Regions from separate parts of the Hordeum vulgare genome. Here region 1 is linked to region 2. A link is a contact called in public Hi-C data. All regions are on one chromosome and are shown on one strand. Each heading gives the region's core, a stretch centred on a gene start, on an enhancer-like site or on the middle of the called end of the contact. The rest is flanking DNA. Distances are from core to core; before and after follow the strand shown.

Evidence for each region. A called contact is a pair of places that touch in the nucleus more often than the background predicts.
Region 1: a contact with region 2 is called in a Hi-C map of seedling, with 2.1 times the contacts expected there. The contact joins the promoter of LOC123451169 here to the promoter of LOC123447831 in region 2. A contact is called at or near these places in 1 of 6 Hi-C or Micro-C datasets (seedling) and 1 of 1 datasets of contacts at active chromatin or transcription factors (embryo).

Annotation. Positions count from the first base shown.
Region 1 is chr4H:50,519,549-50,523,767 of MorexV3_pseudomolecules_assembly, forward strand. LOC123451169 reads left to right here and starts at 2,304. Exons shown (of 3, transcript XM_045128181.1): 1 at 2,304-2,563; 2 at 2,717-2,996; 3 at 4,206-4,219. The coding sequence starts at 2,508.
Region 2 is chr4H:50,070,690-50,074,928 of MorexV3_pseudomolecules_assembly, forward strand. It overlaps LOC123447831 (F-box/kelch-repeat protein At2g44130-like), which reads left to right and starts at 2,525. Exons shown (of 1, transcript XM_045124518.1): 1 at 2,525-4,217. The coding sequence starts at 2,648. The coding sequence ends at 3,760.

The DNA.
Region 1 (4,219 bases), core at 1,054-3,553, 450 kb after region 2:
GCCAATCAGCTACTCGGCCATCCTAATAAATGGATCGATTCTCAGATTGAGCAAATTAATCTTCCACAAAAAAAAGCTTGAGCTAATAATAATAATAATAATAATAATAATAATATGTCACAAGATCATGACAAATAGGTAAACTATGTAACTTTTAAATTGGGTAAAGCCAACAAAAAAATGTACCCATCCAAATCATGAAAAATATGGTTCATGTAGTTTCCGCGTTGGTCGTCCATTGACATTTATCTTCTTCGATCCACCTCAAGGGAGACGACCATCACACCAAATTCCTCTCACTCACCTCCTCTCTATATGTCATTGTGAGTGGATGCGCAACACTATCATTCTTTCCTTTGTCATCGTTGTTTGGTTGAAGGACCTTTTTTCCTTTTCAAAAGGAAAATACCCAGTGCCTTCGGGTTGATTCCAGAAGACTATTGAAGCTCTGATAGCAGATTTTCCATCATCAAATACAGTCCTAAATGTTGACGAACTGATGTCAGCTCCCAACAAAATCCAAGCAAACACCATGTGGCCTGCCCGATCTTCTTGCACAAATCACAGCGTGTTCGATGAGAAGACCATTGGGAGGGAAGGCCTGGGCAAAACGCAATCTTTCGCTCCGTTGCCACTTTGTGAGGGAACTTTTTTTCCCTATATTAGCATCTTGGTAATTTATATTTGTAGGATGGCAGTTCTTCGTACGCAGCATGGCAAATTCCTGAAGACACGCGTGTCAATTCTTTTCTGCAGCATCACAAATCTCTATGTTATATCATGTCATTTATCTTCTTGTAACATGGCAAATCATTGTCATTTTGTGGCAAATTTCTCATACTCTAGGTGGCAAAAAAAAATTGTCATGTGAAAATCTCCGGTATGCATGGCAATTTACTCTGCCACGATATGGCAAATTCCCGACAATTTTTCTGCTAGCATGCCTTTTTTTCAACATGGCAAATCTGTCTGCAATAGCATGACAAATGGATCTATTATAGCATGGCAATTCACGAGCGTTCAGTGAGAGTAGTTTTTCTAGGGAACACTCCGGGATGATGTTGTTAGCTCAAACAAGCCTTTTGTAGGGAACTTTCGTTCATTCGGTGACCTCTCTAACGGAACGTCAACGCGTTATTGGTGTCCTAAGTAATACTTCCTCCGTCCCAAAATAAATGACTTAAAAATGATTCAATTTTATACTAACTTTAATAAGTATAAAGTTGAGTCACTATCGAGTCATTTATTTTGGGACGGAGGGAGTATCATTCCTTTGATGGGACATGAGAACGAGCTTACTCCAAAACAAGCAAAGTAACTTATAGTGCATAAGCTCTTTCTTATGTCCCAACAGGTTAAACAACCAAAATCTGGTCTAGATTTGACAAACTTATTTTCTCATGGCAACTCTGATCTGCCAGCCTGCACATTTTATCACATTTCACCTCTTCCACGTCGGGAGCTACTAAATGTGGCACCTACTACTTCCTAAGTACCCCTTTGAATATCACAACCAATTCTAGTTGACAGAAAGGGTCACGATGGTCCTCTTGGCTCCGACGTGGAGCTTGGTTGGCACATGTATAGGCAATGAGAGCATATCATAGCCCCCAAACCCCACAGGAAAGAAGGACAAGCGCCCCAAAAGCAATCCTCTAACCTCTCCTTTGATTCACAACTTTAACCTCACTTAACCATAATTAAATCAGTCTCTTAAAGCCCACAATTCTTTCCTTTGTAGAGCAGTCCTGCCAACATGCCATGTGCAGAAACCTTCCCCCGGCATCTACCTTTGCTTCTTCGTCTCTTTATTGTGATGGTCTCCAAACTCCAAAGGAAAAGCATATATCCTTACCACCACCTTTAGCATTTGCACTGCTCTAGAGTTAATCAAATACACAGCTAAAATGCAACCACTAAATCACCTTACAAACAACTCTGGTGCAAATCAAGACTTTCTGAACATTGTACTCCACATATTGCACTAGGCAAATTAGTGATGTACATGCAACAACTCTTCATCAAGTTACATGCTGTAAAGTTCCAAGTTCCTAGGTAGTAGCAAAAGAAATACTGGTACTAGCATGATGGAGAGCAAAGTACAGAAATATTTGCGTTTTTTCTAGTGCCCTTTTGTCTTTATTTTACCCTGTGGTGTATGGCGGAGGGCAGAGCAGAGCCACCACCGGCCGGCCACCGCCCTCTCTGTCACTGGCATCTCCATGTGCCCCGATCACTGCATGTGGCTCCACCTCCGTTTCCTACTCACTCTTCCTGCCTCTCCGTCATAAAACCTCGCCTCTCCAACCCCAGTCTCTCCATATATAAAAGCTAAACCTGCTCCATCTAGGCTAATACAGCCTCGCTAGCTACATAGCTCGGCCATCTCATCGACCAGAAAGCCTAATAGTTATACCTGCCCATCCATTTCTCTTCCTCATCTCAAAACATCATCATCCTAGGCACAAGCACAAACTTCGTTCGTGACAAGAAGAAGAAGAAGAAGCATGAGCAATGGCAGCTCCCCCACATCTTCCTCCCCTTCGGTCTGCTCGAGGTCATGGTACGTGATTGCTAATGCTAATCAGTTGACATATGTGCTCCCGTTTTGCTTCTTAGTTTGTCAGCAAGTAGTAGTGTATCGTGATCTTCAGTTCTGATCACAAGAAGGTCAGGCCTGATCGTGTTTTGCGGCTTGTAATTAATTTGTTTGTAGGTCCATAAGTGAGGATTCTTTGAGGAGGTACGTGAGCTACGCTAGCGAGAGCTGCATCCAGGAGCTGCTCGCGGCGTCGGACTCGGGCGGCGCCGGACGCGGCGGGGGAGGAGGCGGCGACGAGGAGGACGGCGGGTGGCAGACGCTGGCGTACTGCAACGGCGTGGAGATAGCGAAGCGGCGGTCGGGGACGGGGCAGATGTTCCGGAGCCGGTGGCTGCTCTACGCCGTCTCGCCGGAGCAGTTCATGGCCGTCGCCAACGCCGTCGACGCAGCAAAGGTAACGCATATGAAATCTTCATTTCCTTTTCTTCTTCTTTCTTCTTCTGTATACTACAGTATTACAGTAACTGTTTTCAGAGAATTCGCTGTGTGTGATTTGGGCTCACGAACCAGCAGAAGTGTACTTATTTTATCAATAATGATGGGTTAGTCTGGGTAGTAGTACCACTGGGATGGTAGTCTCGGAGCCACTTTGGCAGCAGCTGGCTGGCTCGACTAGCTGGACAAGTTATGACCGCTTTAATTGGTCACGGAGGTGACGGTAACGCGTCGCGTGACTTGCCGACCCAACAACACATGCATGTCTATGTATTGATACACCCGTGACCGAATTCCATTCGCAGCCTGCCTAGCGTTGCACAGGCCAACCGTGAAGGGGGGCAGTAATTGATTCTGTGGGTGCGTACTGCACTTATTTTACCACTATCTGACATGGAGCAGCTGCAAGCGAGCGGGCACGCGAGAGTTTGCGAGCCCACAAGTACGAGCCAAATCATTTGACCTCGAGATCCCAGAGCGAGCAGAGAGCACGCCATACGAGGATGATTAACTAGATGCATGCATGTGTGCAATCTGTGATTAATCGGTGGCAATCGCATGCAGACATGCATGGCCGCCCCATATGGCCACGCCCACGCGCATGTGGAGCCAGATGCATCTTCCTTCCAACTATACAGAATAAAATGGAATTAAACAGCAAACTTAGGAACTGGATATCCAAACCCTTGAAAGTGCCGATATTAGTGGTAACTTTGTTTTTAGGCCTACAAGGAAGGCATGTGATATTTTTAGAGTACAGTCGAACCGTGAATTTGCATATACGCAAACAAAATAAGATGCATAGGACAGACGAACGTGCAGTGGCCATTCTTTGACTCGAAAGTTATGTAACTAGGCTGGGTGCAAAATATCAATACTCCTACCTAACCTCTTTAAGTACACCACTCGGTGATCATGGCGCTAGGTTGCCCACCATGCATGTTCGGATGGTCCATTGGTCCTGTTCCTCCCTCATCTGGTAGACTGAGCTTCTACCGTTTTGGATGTAGCTACTGTTCTGATATTCCTCACAAGAAAGGCTAGTCCGCTAACATTGCATTATTAACCCTGCCAACTAGTTACGCTTAGCTGGAGTTCACTATACAAAAAAATATCCTCCAGTGAGCATTTTACCAATCCAATGTGCTGTTGCTGTTATCACGTGCAGCAGTGGGAGTCTGA
Region 2 (4,239 bases), core at 1,275-3,774:
GTGTAGGCGGTACAACCGCCCTAGACAGCGGTACATCCACTGAAAGAAAACATGAAATACCAGAACTGCTATAACTTCTACAAATGAGCTTCGAACTGAGCAAACTCAAGCTTGTTGGATTCAGGACGACAAGAGCTATCCAATAGCGACGTGAAACCTTAAGAAGAAGCACTTAGGAGAAATACCAATGGTATAGAGATGTGAAACCTCTATGAATGAAGAATCGACAAAAACTCCAACATCAAAAACATCATAGAAGATGCACATGAACTCCGTTTTCGATGAACTCGAGCTTGTCGTAAAGATGAGCATAAGCTCTAAAACTCACAAAGGGAAACACCAAACAAGAACCAAGAAATCTGATGCATCAATGCAAATGGTTTAGCTCTCAACGAACGATCCGATCAAGCTACTCACTTCAGAGCCCCCCTTGACACTACGACAATCTATCCTAAAATAGAAAAACCTATCAAGGGCAAACCTACACCTTGCACCTAGTCCACTTGAGCTAGATGATGATGATCTTGACTTCCTGAAGATGGACCACCTTTCTTGATTGCATTGGCTTGATGAAGAGTAGTTCATTGCTCCCCCATACTCACTATGGGTGAGCCACTCTTGAGCACATCTTCACAAGTCCATTGCCACCACAATGGACGACAAGCTTCAAGCATGATATCTTCGTGATGCTCCACTTGAACTTGCACACCGCAATCTCGATGATGATCACCACTTGATGTTATCCTTCATGGGTTGAATGAGATCCTCCTGTTGATGCAAACCCATGGAAACACACCTACCCCACACAGAACTCTCACGAAGACCATGGGTTAGTACACAAAAGCGTTATGGACAATGCTTACCATATCATGGGATCACTTGATCCCTCTCGGTACATCTTGTACGCTTTGTGTGTTGATCTTCTTGATTTACTCTTTGTCTTAGCCTTGATCAACCTTGTGTCTTTATGACCATTCTTTGGATAATACCTTGAATACCACCTTGGTCATCATATAAATTCCTTGAAACCAACATATGGACTTCAAGAAGTGCCTATGGACAAATCCTTCGTATATAAGTCAATCAAATATAAGTCCATAGGGATTGTCATCAATTACCAAAACTACATATGGAGAAATATGTCCCAACAGATACTCTTACCTTTAAAAGGCTACAACTAAACCATGTGTACTAGCAGACTATCACTTTTGTCTAATAACAAATTACTAACTAGAGATAACCTTGGCAAGAGACAACATTTTGAGGATGTTTCCTGCGTGTTGTGTAGTGAAGCCGAATCTCATCACCACCTAATTTTTTGATTGTGTGGTAGATACTGAAGTTTGGAATATTATTAGCACCCTCACCGGCCGTGGCAGAGCCAATGTCCGGCTAGCGTGGGCAGTCGACCGGGCTTCATCGACCAATGCTCCATTAATTGTGTTGCATATTATGTATCGCACCGTGAGTTCTTGTGGACAATTTTAGCTAAGTTTGCAACTCTCGAATCAAACGAGTAACTTGGTTCATGTTTGCTGCTCTGTGAGCTATCTTGAGAAGTAGAAATGTTACGATTCAGATCATCTAACATTGGAAGGAAAGTCACGTAAGGTACGTTACCCTGACTTCCCTTCACTAGATTCCCGTAAATCACAACCTAACATAATGATATAGAATGAGTGATAAACCATAGTGAAACGCGAACAACAATAATTTTTGAACAATGCGCCTTCTCTAACTTCCCTTCCCCATTTTAGACAAAGATGACATCTCTCTAACTTGCCTTGTGTAAGTTAGAGGATCCGGTTACTGAAGAAGGTGGCTATTGCTTGCTTCACGTGAAAGATATGCAAGAGGGCACGTTGCGATGCTTCAAGAAGCCCCCCCCCCCCCCATTTACCGTGGCTAGAGCCAGGCTGAAGCAGCAGGGAGTGCTTTGGGCTTTGTTCGGTTACTCCCTCTCCCAAAGGGATTGGAAGGGATTTGAAAGAATTTGACTTGCATGAGATTCAATCCCCTTCAGTTCCTGTTAAACCTTCTCCAAATTCCTATCAACCGAAAGCAACCTTAAGGATCATTCAGGCCTATGGTGGAGCGGCGGATGGGGTAGGACTTTCTGATGTTTTTATTTTCCCATAGTTGTATTATCATGTAACTTTTCCGTTGATCATTTTAAATTCACCAGCCTTGCTGGGACCGACGTATGCTCTCTTGTAAAAACTTGGCTGTTTTATTTCCCGTTGGTAGTCCTTGAAAAATCCTGCACAACTCTGTATTGTACTATTGTATTGTATTGTATTGTATTGTTTCTTTGAAATGGAACGGGGCAGGAGCCTTTTTTTCATCTAAAAGAGCAAATGCATCGTCCAATTTTTTTAGATGACATCGTCCAATTATTGAGAGGGCATGTTAGGGTCTCACTTTAAACAACACAACAGCGCACAAATCCGGCTGAAAAAACAGCCGCTTGCAACAGCTTTACCATCAAGTTGTTGCATTTTTCTTATTCGCTCACCAGCTGTCACACAGGCCCCAATCAATCAGTATGCGTGTCCCGTAGCTCCGCCAGCCTTCTATTTATCGCCCTCTCCCACGGACGGAGAGCGCCATCCAGAAGCAGCAGCAAAGCTCACACAAGTCACAAGCTATGATGAACCCAAAGAGCCGTGTCCAGGGGTGGGAGGCCGACCACGTCGACCTCATCCCGGGGATGCCCGACGACGTCGCCGTCGACTGCCTGGCGCGCGTCCCGCACGGATCCTACCGCTCGATGCGCCGCGTGTGCCGCGGCTGGCGGAGCGCCGCCGCCGCCCCGGAGTTCGCCCTGGCGCGCGCCGAGGCCGGCGCCAACGAGGATCTGGTCTTCCTCATGCAGTTCGGCAACCCGGTGGCCGGCGACGACGCGGCGCCCGAGGACGCCCCGGCGTACGGCGTGGCCGTGTACAACGTCACCACCGGGGAGTGGCACCGCGAGAGCTCGGCCCCGCCGGTGCCGATGTTCGCCCAGTGCGCGGCCGTGGGCACCCGCCTCGCCGTGATGGGCGGCTGGGACCCCAAGACCTTCGAGCCCGTGGCGGACGTCAACGTGCTGGACGCCGCCACCGGCGTCTGGCACCGCGGCGCGCCGATGCGGTCCGCGCGGTCCTTCTTCGCGTGCGCCGAGGCGGGGGGCAAGATCTATGTCGCCGGCGGGCACGACAAGCTCAAGAACGCGCTCAAGACGGCCGAGGCGTACGACGCGGAGGCCGACGGCTGGGACCCGCTCCCGGACATGTCGGAGGAGCGCGACGAGTGCGACGGCATGGCCACCGTCGCCGGCGACCGGTTCCTTGCCGTCAGCGGGTACCGCACGGGGCGTCAGGGAGGGTTCGAGCGGGACGCCGAGTGGTTCGACCCGGCGACCCGCGAGTGGCGCCGCCTGGAGCGCGTGCGCGCCCCGCCGTCGGCGGCCCACGTGGTGGTGCGCGGCCGCGTGTGGTGCATCGAGGGCACGGCCGTGATGGAGTGGCGCGGGGAGCGCCGGGGCTGGCTCGAGGTGGGGCCTTACCCGCCTGGTCTCAAGGCCGGCACGGCGCGCGCGGTCGCCGTCGGCGGCGGCGAGCGCGTGGTAGTGACCGGCGCCATCGAGTCCGAGGGAGGCGGCGGCGGCGGCGGGCACGCGCTGTGGGTGTTCGACGTCAAGTCCAAGAACTGGACCGTGGTGCGCCCTCCGCCGCAGTTCGCCGGCTTCGTCTTCTCCCTGGCATCCGTCCGCGTTTGATGAGATCCTTCCCCGGCGCCGCTCCCGACCAAGAAGACTACTACTACTACTAGTGAGTATGTATGCACGTTCTTGAGTTGCCATTGATGGATCTGAGATCCGCGGTCTCATCGCCTGAGATCTGCGCATCCCGGATGCAATCAACTACTACTACTCCGGAGGAATCATCGCCAGGAAAAGAACAAAAAAAAAAAGCATGAGGCATCATCGCCAAGAAGAAAACAACAAAAAATAACTAGAGGATTGTAGCTTGTCAGATCTGTCACCATGGGTGTAAACTCTCCTCTCCTCCCCAACTCTTTGCTGTTGAGACAGCCTGCCATTTCTGTTGTGAGACAGCGTGGTGTTTTGGTGTTCGATGATGGAGGATTGTTCCGTGATCTTAGCAATGAGTCGTTGTACTTGTACATATTATTGTCAGTTGGATTGGAAGATCATACGTGGTTCCTCCGTCTTCTGTCGAGATCCAGTTCTGCTGC